Regions from separate parts of the Ovis aries genome. Here region 2 is linked to region 1. Evidence: chromatin contacts called from public Hi-C data. All regions are on one chromosome and are shown on one strand. Each heading gives the region's core, a stretch centred on a gene start, on an enhancer-like site or on the middle of the called end of the contact. The rest is flanking DNA. Distances are from core to core; before and after follow the strand shown. Region 1 overlaps LOC132657509 (a long non-coding RNA gene). Region 2 holds the start of TNFSF4 (TNF superfamily member 4).

What was found. Hi-C and Micro-C count contacts between places; a contact is called where the count stands out from the background.
Region 2: a contact with region 1 is called in a Hi-C map of skin fibroblasts, with 4 times the contacts expected there. The contact joins the promoter of TNFSF4 here to the enhancer-like site in region 1. A contact is called at or near these places in 6 of 16 Hi-C or Micro-C datasets (liver, muscle, omental adipose tissue and 2 more).

What each region holds. Positions count from the first base shown.
Region 1 is chr12:39,588,400-39,594,462 of ARS-UI_Ramb_v3.0, forward strand. The region is part of intron 2 of LOC132657509 (a long non-coding RNA gene); the gene reads left to right. Among named protein-coding and RNA genes, the nearest start is that of FASLG, 160 kb to the left of the region's middle. Within about 2 kb of position 4,367, at least 8 of the 54 cell types and tissues checked have an H3K27ac peak or open chromatin away from gene starts, as enhancers often do.
Region 2 is chr12:40,106,110-40,112,075 of ARS-UI_Ramb_v3.0, forward strand. It overlaps TNFSF4 (TNF superfamily member 4), which reads right to left and starts at 2,229. Exons shown (of 3, transcript XM_004013707.6): 1 at 1,897-2,229. The coding sequence starts at 2,046.

The DNA.
Region 1 (6,063 bases), core at 3,117-5,616:
AACAAACCTTCAGATTTCTACAAAACTGGGAAAAAGGAAACAGAAGACGAGGGAACCTAGGGACTCTTAACAGCTTCTGAGATAGTATTCCACTCAGGGTTCCTTATTTCAGACATCCCTTTGACCCCAAGTTCCAGAGACCTTGGGGCTTCTGGTCCCTGAGAACTTTGTAGGTTCTGTGATGTTAACTGGGTTGGTTCTCCCCATCTTTGCCTACTGTCAGGATGGGACCTGGTGAGTTAGTTATCACTTGCCCTTCTCCTGCTAGCTTCCAGACTGTGGAGCTGGGGTCTCTTTGGTTCTCCCATTGTTATGGATTTGGGTCTTGTTAAAGCTCCCTTTATTGCAGTTCTGGTCTTAGGAAGGGTTGAAGGTAGATAGGTGTGTTAAGTTATCCACCTTAGCCCTTAACCTAGACCCCCCCCAAATGCAACTTCTTTCTTTTGCTGGGAACTCATTTGATCTTCAGGAGGACTCATCTGCTGGCTATCAAAGTAAAAAAAAAATAATTTGATAACTTAATCAGTTCCTTTATAAAATAGTCAGTCTCCTTACGGGAAAAATGCATTCTCTCTGGTTGCTCCCTTTTCCTCCTGTGTTTCTCCCGTGTATCTACACATGTGGGGAAGGAGGTCTGAGAAAAGGACTTTGTGTCTTTGGGTCCCATGTTCTCTGGAATCCAAGTGAGGTTCCTGTTTACCTGGCTGCTGTTTGCTTTGCTGACATTTTCTTGTGCAGTTGGTAACTCTCATCTTGCTGCCCCATTTCTCTCCTGGCTTCTCAAAACCTGTCTGTGCCCCTTGGATTGGGATGGCTTATACCTGGTTCCCACTGGCTGCAGGCCTGAGTCTCCGCCATGTGCTACTGCTGGTCCACTGGCCCACAGGTCCACCTCAGAATCAGTGATAGGGCCACTGTCACTGGGGAATGAGTGGTTGATCTGTGGTTCTTGCCTCACCCCCCACAGACCATGAGAACCAAAACTTTGGAAAGCTAAACTTTTGAGATTTCTTCCTGCCAGGGCCTCCTAATTGATGTGGTCGTGTGCCAGGTTGGTGCAGGTGGTAATTATTTTCCAAGTCGAGTGGGAAGCAGAAACTCCTCCTGACCACAATATTACCTGACTGTACCTCCCCGTCTAGGGGCCAAAGCCTGCAAGGGGGGCAAGTGGGACACATGTGGTTAACAGTCTTCCTCTTCTGCTCCTCCAACTTTCTTTTATTAAAAAATGAAGTGAGGATGACTTTTTCTCTTTTTCTTTTACCTCCTGAGTCATTTATTCCTTTTATCATTGAGCATCAAGCCTCCCCAGGGACTTGCCCATCATTGGTCCAGGGTTCTATCATTCCCACACTACAGGTGATCTATATAAAGGTTGGGTTAAGGGGCCTTATTTCCTCCATATGGACTCTATTCTGACTGTATGGACTCTGTAGCCTACCAGGTTCCTCTGTCTATGGGATTCTCTAGGCAAGAATACTGCAGTGGGTTGCCATGCCCTCCTCAGGAAAATAAAAATTGTCTCCTGAATAAATCTATTTGTATATCAGAAAATGAATATTTGCTCATTTTTCCCCTTTGCATTCCTTTTATAAAGTATTCTAGTATTTTCCCAGAGAAATGGACTCCTTGGACTGACCTAGCCAAAAAAGGGAAAAGAGAGAAGCAGGTAGTTTTTCCAAAATATTACACACTGCATATTTTTTCCAAAATATTACACACTGCACTTGTGATATAATTACATTACTGTAGGTTGAAAAGAATCAGAAAACCTGGGATTGGTTAAGCATTGAGTTCCTGAAAAGGTCTTGAGCTGTGGGAATCTGGTTCCTGGAACAGAGTTTGGGGCAGAGGCTGACCACATGAATATTAGCTTATGAGGTGAGACCATTTCTAAACATCTTTCATTGTAAAATTGAGGTGATTAAATGAGAACTTTGCAAAGCACTTATAAGAGCTTCATCTATTGTTCTCATCATTACGAATACATGCATGCATGCTTAGTCGCGTCAGTCATGTCTGACTCTTTGCGACAATATGGACTGTAGCCCACCTGGTTCATCTGTCCATGGGATTCTCTAGGCAAGAATACTGGAGGGGGTTGCCATGCCCTCCTCCAGGGGATCTTCCCAACCCAGGAATCAAACCCACATCTCTCATAATTGCAGGCAAATTCTTCACCCACTGAGCCACCTTGGAAACCATTACTAGCACTACTTCTATTAATACTACATTCAGCAGAAGTCTATTGTTTTGATTTGAAACATTTCAAATGTTGTAGTCTTGCTAACTTAGGGTGCTCCCTTTCCAAATGATATAGAATCAGTGGAAACATCTTTGGGAGATAAAAAGTTGCGGAGAGAAGCCAACACAGTAAGGAATTTCAGAAATAATTAATAATAACACACTGATGAACAAATGAGTGGTTTGGCTGGAGATGTTACCTTGGGCAAAGCTTGCCCAAACTTTGTCAACCTTGGTCTACTTTAGTTCTTTGACATTTGTTTAAAGTCTCCAAGTTGGTGAATATCTTGGTCAGGTGGACTTAAAGGGTGGAAAAACTTCTATAAATGTGAAAAAAAAATTTTAACTCTTAGCTAATTCCATGGAACAAATAAAATGACTAGCTTTTTTGTATATATAAATATATGTATTATATTAGTTTGAAGTATAATCAATTACAATGTTAGTTTCAAGTGTATAACACAGTGATTCATATATATATGTGTGTGTATGCATGTGTGTGTGTATATATTTACTTTTTCATACTATTTTCCCTTATAGGTTATTATAAAATATTTACTATTGTCCCCTGTGCTATGTTAAATTGACTAGTTTGATATGTTTAACTTAAAACATTTAGAAAACATTGAATGTGCCAAAATCTTAAAGGTTATTATTAGGCTATGGAATTTTTTTAATACTTTTCTTTCCCCTATGAAATCTCTAAGCTTTCTTTATGATAACTGTTACTCAGATCATCAGAAAAAATGATATATGGAAAAGCAAAATGATAACAGAACTGAGTTTTGTATCTTTTTAAAAAAGTGTATTTTTATTTATTTATAATGAAGAATGGAGGGTCTTCATTGCTGCAGGTGGACTCTTCTAGTTGCGGCAGGCAAATTCTTAGTTGCAGTGTGTGGGCTCTAGCTCCCTGACCAGAGATCAATCCCGGGCCCCCTGCACCATGCTGCTGCTGCTAAGTCGCTTCAGTCGTGTCCGACTCTGTGTGACCCCATAGACTGCAGCCCACCAGGCTCCCCCGTCCCTGGGATTCTCCAGGCAAGAACACTGGAGTGGGTTGCCATTTCCTTCTCCAATGCATGAAAGTGAAAAGTGAAAGTGAAGTCGCTCAGTCATGTCCGACCCTCAGCGACCCCATGGCCTGCAGTTTTCCAGGCTCCTCCGTCCATGGGATTTTCCAGGCAAGAGTGCTGGAGTGGGGTGCCATTGCCTCCTCTGCCATGAGCAGAATCTTAAAACTGGTCTACCAGGGAAGTCCCTGAGTTTTATATCTTAAGATAATTGAGCTTAAGGCTTGTTTCCTATTTCACCATTCCATTTCAGCACACATACATTTTAAAAATATAATTTGATATAGCTCAGTTTACATAAAATATCATACTAACCTCCTAGCAATATGATTGTTGCTAAAGATTAGTTTAGAAACAAAAGATCAGTGCAAGTTGCTGCATTTCATCAATGTGTCAAACTTAAAACAAGGGAATCTGATAAGAATGTTATTCTTGGGTTTAAATGAATACTTAAAGATTGTGTGTGTGTATATAAAACATATATTTGTGTATATGTGTGTGTATGCATGCGATCACATATGCACAAGATATAATATGCAAGTCAAAATAAAAAGAGATTTTGAAAAATGAAGCAAGTCTTTCTCTGTATGATAAGAAGAATGCTCCTGAGGTCTCCACCAGCTACAGAATTCTCTTTTTCTGTGACTAAAACCAGAACTATACAGCATCAGTATTCATTGGAAGGACTGATGCTGAAGCTGAAGCTCTAATACTTTGGCCACCTGATTGGAAGAACTGACTCATTAGAAAAGACCCTGATCTGGAAAAATACTGAAGGCAGGAGGAGAAGGGGACAACAGAGGATGGCATCACCGACTCGATGGGCATGAGTTTGAGCACGCTCCAGGAGTTGGTAATAGACAGGGAAGCCTGGTGTGCTGCAGTCCATGGGGTCGCAAAGAGTCAGACACGACTGAACGACTGAACTGAAGGTCTCCGCAAGCTGCAGATTTCTCTTTTTCCATGATTCAAACCAGGACTACCCGCCGGAGAAAGCTGAGAAAAACTCACAACTGGCCACATGGTGGTGCAGTGACTCCTCATAGAAATAGTGGTGCCTGGCTTCCAGAAAGCAAATCATTATACCCCAAAGTTAAGTTATTCCAGAAGGCGCCTGACCAGTTTGACAAGCATCAGGTTCCTGGCAGGAGCAGAAACTTCATCATCTTCCTGTACACAAAGATGTGGTTAGAATTCTGGCAAAGTCAGCACCGTTGCATGTGACTTTATTCTCTTCTGGTCTTGTGACTGAAAAAGATATTTGAATTGTCTATAGACTGTTTTATCTTGTTCTCCTTAAAGCAATGAATTAAACAATGACTAGCTTACCATCTGCCTCTATAATTATTTTTCCTTTAGCCTTAGTCAGCTGTCTCTTGGCCCTGCCTCCCAACTGCTGCTGCTGCTGCTAAGTCGCTTCAGTCGTGTCCAGCTCTGTGCGATCCCATAGCCGGCAGCCCACTAGGCTCCCCTGTCCCTGGGATTCTCCAGGCAAGAACACTGGAGTGGGTTGCCATTTCCCACCAGCTGTGTTCTAATTCTTCTCCTTTCCTTCTCAGCGAAGTTAACACTGCCGTGTCTGTACTTCATCTGCCCTTCAGCTCCTCTCAGTTCGGAGTGTACATTCGCTTTTGCAGGTCATCAGTGAACTTTACATTGCCATGCCAGAGGATGCTTCTGCAGTCCTTATCCATACCCCCCATCCTAAAACTTTCTGGCCGTTACTTCCTTGGCCCTAATTTGTCCTGGTAGCCCTCCCAATTCCTTGGTTATTCCTTTTTGGTCTTCATGAACTCTTTCTTTTGTGCATGTCCATTGACCATTAGTGTATCCCAGGGTTACAAAGCTGGAGGCTATTATATGGAGTGAAGTAAGTCAGAAAAAAAACCAAATACTGTTTATTAGCGCATATATATGGAATTTAGGAAGACGGTAACAATGATCCTACACGCAAGGCAGCAAGGGAGATGCGAATGTAGAGAACAGACTTTTGGACTCAGTGAGAGAAGGTGAGGGTGAGACAGTGTGAGAGAATACCACTGAAACATATAAAGTGCTGTCTGTAAAATGGATAACCAGTGCAAGTTTGATGCATGAAGCAGGGCACTCAAAGCCCGTGCTCTGGGACAACTCATAGGGATGGGGCGGTGGGAGTTGGGAGGGGGGTTCAGGATGCGGGGGGACACATGTAAACCTGTGGCTGACTCATGTTGATGTATGGCAAGAACCATCACAATATTGTAAAGTAATTATCCTCCTATTGAAATAAATTTTTATAAAATTAAAAATCTTTATTTCTGTCTGTGCACACTTTGCTTGGGCAACTCATTTTATCCATCAGTGGAATAGTGATCCATGCCAAATTTTTATCTTCAGCTTTGTCCCTCTCTACTCACCACCTTCAGGCCTTGCCATCAGCCCCCACCCTACCCTTTATGATGCTGTGTGGCTTCTTTATTGCTAATTTACTGGCACCACCATCTAGTTGCCCAAACCAGAGACTTAGGGAGTCATGTGAGATTTCTCATTTCCCTAAACCTTCTATGTCTAGACAATCAGCAACTTTAGCTCTTAAATGTTTTTCCAAATCTGTCTTTTTGGCCCTGTCCCTTGTATCAGTGATGTCGGGCAGGCCCTTCGCCTCTCTTTCTTGGTGCACTGTAAGATGTAGTCAGTCTCCTTTCTTCTGTCTTGCTTCCCTTCAATTTAGCCTCTACAATGTAGAGAGAATACTCTACAAAACCAC
Region 2 (5,966 bases), core at 979-3,478, 520 kb after region 1:
AAGAAATTGTGTTAGCTAAAACAGTCTAGTGAGAAATAAGAAAATAATTAATGTCAAATGAACAATTTCAAATATCTGAGCCACAGATAATTTTGTATCTAGAGTATATAAGAACACATTTTTTTGAGCAAACAGCTCTAACGTACCTCTTCCATCTTTGCTTTCATTTCTGTGCCAGGACCAGAGAAAGCTAATTCTCTCCCAAAGATCAGCTCACCGTGAATTCTAGTATCCTGGAGGCGAGCATTCAGCTGCCCTTCCACGTTCTAGCACAGAACTGCTGGCTGACTTGCTAGAAAGAATCTCTCTCCTCTGCCTCCCCTGGGTATTGATATTCCAGGGTGGCCCCTGCCACCAGCTAGCTACACATCTGTATCTGTTTCATATTTTGCTCTCTCCCATCCTCTGAGCCCTAGTGCAATTAACTGTTGAGGCTTGACTGGGGCCATCTGTTCTGTTTTGTTTTGTTTCTTAATCATCCCACAGTGCAAGGAAATATGTAACACTGCGGTTGTTTCAAAAAGCAGTCTCAGGGCTCCCGGACCTGGTGAATAAACTCAGCTGTTCTATTTTGGGTTACTCTCTTTGTTTTCTTCTCGGAAGAGCCTAATTCCGGTCTTTGTCTTGGGCATCCTGCCATGGACACTTTGCTCCTCCCCCGACACCCTCTCCCCAAAATCACCTACTCTAATTTCACCCAAAGGGTTCTGCGCAGAGAAGGAAATGTGTGGCGTGATAAAGACAGTATGGGTGTGCTGGGGTGCTCACTGGTCTGCAGACTTGAGCATGACACTAGTACCCTTTGGGAATTTGGAGACACGAGCACCCTCTGCGGGACAGTGATCACAACCGCACCCTCATTAGACTGCAGGCACCGAAACCCGTTTCCTGTAGACAGAGACATGCCCAGGCATCCTCTAGAACTCTGCTCATCTTATCCTGATCTAATTTGAGGTACCCAGTCTGTGACCTGGCCATCAGAAATGAAAGTTCTCATTGTCTGACCTTTACCAGTGATTTTTCTAACCAAGAGCAACCACCAGGCAAACAGGAATTATCAGACTAGCCCCAACAAGGGAACACGGGGCAGTGGAATCTCCTGCAGTCAACAACATCCTTAAAGAGCTAAATAATGTTTCTATATATGAGCAACTATGAAAAAAATAATAATTTAAACAGGACCAGAATAAAGAGATGGAAAAATGGAAAGAATTTCTTCATTGGGGGGGATACTAAAATGATGATCTTCCACTACATAATGTATTGGACAAAGTGATGTCAGCAAGTTGTGATTGGTAGAGAAAGACCGTGAAAAACAATGTCTGATCAAGTTGTTGGGATAAACGTTCAGCCATGTGCACATACAGACATGAACACATATATCTCTGTTCTTAAATATATATAGGTTAGCTATTTAAAAGAACTTAATATTGATACCTTCAGCATTCTTCAGAAAGCATATCTCCTTGAGTCCATGGGGTTTATGAATACAATGAGAAAGTATAATAATGTAAAAAGGAAATAATAAAGTTTTTATTTCCTTTTTACATTGATTCCCTGATCAGTTGCTTACTAGCAGAACAGATAAACCAAGTAGGTATGTCAGGGACTCAAAGCTTCAAAGTGACAGTTCACAAAAGAACACCAGGATTTTTGTGTTGTAAAGAAAAAGATTAATCCAGAAGCAGTGCCCCTGCCCTATCTCCACTGTGCCTCACCACGGCCACTGCTGAAAAAAAGGAAGGAAAAGAGAGACACGAGGGTGCTTGACCACATTTTACAATCGCTGAGCAGAAAAGGGAAAACAATTTTGGTGTCAGACTATTTCCAAGTGACCATTTGGAGCTGCCATCAGCCTGAGCTGGAGGAAAGGACATGTTGGTTGGTGTATCTTACCTGAGCATAGAAGTGCAGACAGATGTAGGTGAGACACAGGAGAAGCCCCAGCCCCTGAATTATGGAGGCCACCAGCAATAGCTTGTTCCTCAAGAATCTCCGGCCTGGTGCATTTCCCACATTCTCATCCAGGGGCTGGACCCCTTCCATCTTCACAATCTGGATGCAGGGACGATGAAAACTGTGACAGGGGGAAACCTGAGAGAGAACTGACTTCTTCCCCAAAAAGAAGGAGATGAAGCCAACACAAGGTGTATCAATTAGAAGATACACAGAGGTCCCAGGACCAGAGATAAGAGGCGATTGAAAGAGCAGAGAGGACTCTCTCAGTTTTAATGCTTCAGCTTTTGCAGGCAGGCGGGGGAACTTCTTTGTGACTAATCTGAATTTCCCCTTTACTTTCTTTCTTTTTTTTTCTCTGGGCTAACAGGGAGTTGTTTTTGTGGCATTCCAGTTCTGATTTGAGTGACTGTGAAAAGACAGTCATAAAAGTGTGCTATTTTCTTAATTTCTCATTGCACCAGTAACCAAATTGTGGGTCACTTGATAAAGATAAAAATCATCATCCGTTGATCTAGAAGCTCACCTATCTCTTCCCCAAGCTATCTTAAATCATAGAAGAAATTTGAGGAAAATGCTAGCTTAAGTTCTTGCCTGAACTTCATTGGGTAACTAAGCATAGAATCCATTCTACAGATTCAGGAAAAAAAGGCACACAAAGACCATCCTTGAAGTGAAAAAAAGAAAAAAAGATGACGCTAGGATGGCAAATTATGCAGAATAAGGGAGTGCAATCCTCTAGTTTTAGTCCAAGGTATTATAATAAATAAACTAGTATATACTGAGCATATACAATGTGTCAGGCACTGTGCTAAACAGTCTTACTATCTTTTTCTCATTTAATCTTTGAGGCAAATTCAGTAAATACTTATATGACTAATTTTAAGCATAGCAGGAAAGAAGCAGAAGACTATCCTGACTTTTTCCCCTCTTCTCTACTTTACATTTTCTCCATACATAAATTTTTGCATGAATGAAAAAATGAATAGCTTCAAATAAGCTTTGAAGGTTGTATATTTCTTTGAGGTCAGGGGTAGACTTAGAATTTGGAAAGTAAGAGTATCCTACCAGTAAGCATTACTTACCCTTTACCACTGAAAAGAATGATAAAATGAAATAAATGATGAAATTATTGATAATGGCAAGTTCAAATTAATAAATATTTACTGAGTACACAGTAAGTGCTATGCTATCCTGGACAGCACAGGTGCTTTGGAAGGGGCTGTTTAATACAGCAACTCTTCCATGGGCCAGCATGTCTCTCTGAGCCCCCCAACAGCCGCTCAACAGATATTTAAAGAAGGGAAGGGGGAGGAATTTTTTAATATCAAAAAAATAAATGAGCTGTCATATACAACCTATTTTTATAGAAAATTGGTATGAGGCACACTCAAAAGGGAAACAGCTTATAGGAAATGGAAAGTACATTTATTAATACAATAACAGTTTGAATCAATTAGTATATGAATTGATGCCCTCATTATAATCATCTTACTTTGCATTTGCAGAACATACTGGTCTTTAAGTTTTTGTCTGAAATATACAGTGACTGTGACGCTACACTACATACTCCAAGCCAAAACTGGAAGTCAGGTTCCATCTAAACTTAATTCTAAACAGTTATTCCTATGAGAGTCTAATTCTTGAGTAATAGTTAATAGTTCTAAATAAATAAACATTAAAATCGGTAACTATTTCAAAAACTGACTAGAAGAGCCACAGCAACAACAACAAAAAAGCCTAATATAACTGTTGGAAACAATAGAGACCAGCTGAAAAATAAATAGTGAAAACTATTAAGGCTGAAAATAAAAAAACATTTTTAAATAAAAAAAAATAAACATTTACTGAGTTCACCCTTGTGGCCTAAGCAGCATGTTTTCTCATTGTTAATAGCTTGGCTTCTATGAAGCAAAATGGACAATTACTGATATACAAATTACTGTCTTTACAGACCAATGAGAACTCTGCAACAGAATGAATTTCCAGTTTGGTGATGTCCCAGGAAAGTTAAACCAACTATACCAACACTTGGGCCTGCACATCTGAGGCACACCTCCCATCTCCTACCTGCCATGTTTTACCTACTTATAATTTTTTATTGACACTTAAATGATGTTTTACAATTAACTGTTTCTTTTTAAACTGAATACATTCTCACAACTTTTTCACATTCTTTGTGGAAAGAGGAGAAACACACATGGAAAGATAAATAGCAACTGGGTTGGAGGTTCTGGGAGAGAACTTTTGACAAGATTATGAAAGCATTTCAAAAGTTCATCATTAGGCTCGTCTAAGCATTTGGAACAAATGAAGCCATCAATCAGAGATCAGTGCTGGACAGATGGACACAGTCCTCTATCTCCAAAGTTGACATGATTTTTGGAGGTCAAGTATGTCACCAAAATCACTGCAGATGGTGACTGCAGCCATGAAATTAAAAGACACTTACTGCTTGGAAGGAAAGTTATGACCAATCTAGATAGCATATTCAAAAGCAGAGGCATTACTTTGCCAACAAAGGTCCATCTAGTCAAGGCTATGGTTTTTCCAGTGGTCATGTATGGATGTGAGAATTGGACTGTGAAGAAAGCTGAGCACCAAAGAACTGATGCTTTTGAACTGTGGTGTTGGAGGAGACTCTTGAGCGTCCCATGGACTGCAAGGAGATCCAACCAGTCCATTCTAAAGGAGATCAGTCCTGGATGTTCTTTGGAAGGAATGAGGCTAAAGCTGAAACTCCAGTACTTTGGCCACTTCATACAAAGAGCTGACTCATTGGAAAAGACTCTGATGCTGGGAAGGATTGCAGGCAGGAGGAGAAGGGGATGACAGAGGATGAGATGGCTAGATGGCGTCACTGACTCGATGGACGTGAGTTTGAGTGAACTCCGGGAGTTAGCGATGGACAGGGAGGCCTGGCATGCTGCAATTCATGGAGTCGCAGAGAGTCGGACACGACTGAGCAACTGAACTGAACTGAACTGATGTCACCTGAATCTGTGTGCAATTTTTTTAAAGCATTTCACAAAGATCCAATACACAGACCCGCCAGAGCAAATCAGCCTTGCAATGGCAGCCTCAGATTTCATTCAAAGCAATTATCTTCTCACAGATCTTCAATCTCCAAATAAACAGCCACTTCAAGACTACAAAAAAGTATAGCGGAAGGGATTAAGAAAAAGCTTTGACAACTGACAAAACACATCATGTTTAGGAAGCAGCAAAACTTTTTTGTGTAGGAGGGTGGTGTCTGCCATTTTTGTTGCTTAGTTTGGGGGAAAACTGTTTTGATTTGGGGGGGCGGAGGTTGGGTGGTAAAATCCACACTTTTCACTTGTTTCTTAAGTCATCAGTCTATTCGACAAGCATGAGCCAGGTGCCTACACTGTGGTGCTGGGGGAAAATAAATAACAATAGGAAGGGAGAACTAGCAGAGTCAGGAAAGGACTGCATTCGAGGTGGTTCTACAGGGCTGGGTTAAGAACTTTGAACTGTGTCCTGAAGGCACTGGGGAAATACGGAAAGCAGGGCACAACAGTATTACATTTTAGGAAAAAATCACTGAATGAAACAGAAATGGCAGGGTGGGATCCAGGAGATCATCCAGGGGACTTTTCCAGGGTGTTCTGTGCCAGTTGAGGGGATGGGTAAGCCTAAAAGCCCACCTCTGCACTTGGCTCTCCATGCCTGCCGACCTAGAACAGGAGGTTTCATTCTATGAAGGGGAGCCTTTACCTTCCCACAAAGGTGTGCTCGGCTTCCCAAGTCCTGAACAAAGGGTTGCCTCCACACATATAACTGTACCTTTCTCTAATTCATAAACTCAGACAGGGCTCCTTGTTCTAACTCACCCAAAGACTGGGAGCTGGGGTAAGCAGGGGTAGTCCTCAAGCCTGTACTTATTCAAGAGAAATATTACAAGGTCCTGGTCTAGAGCAGAGAGGTTAAGAGAGAAGATATTCAAAGAGGATATACAAATTCATCAAACATTTTCAGCACTTACTTTG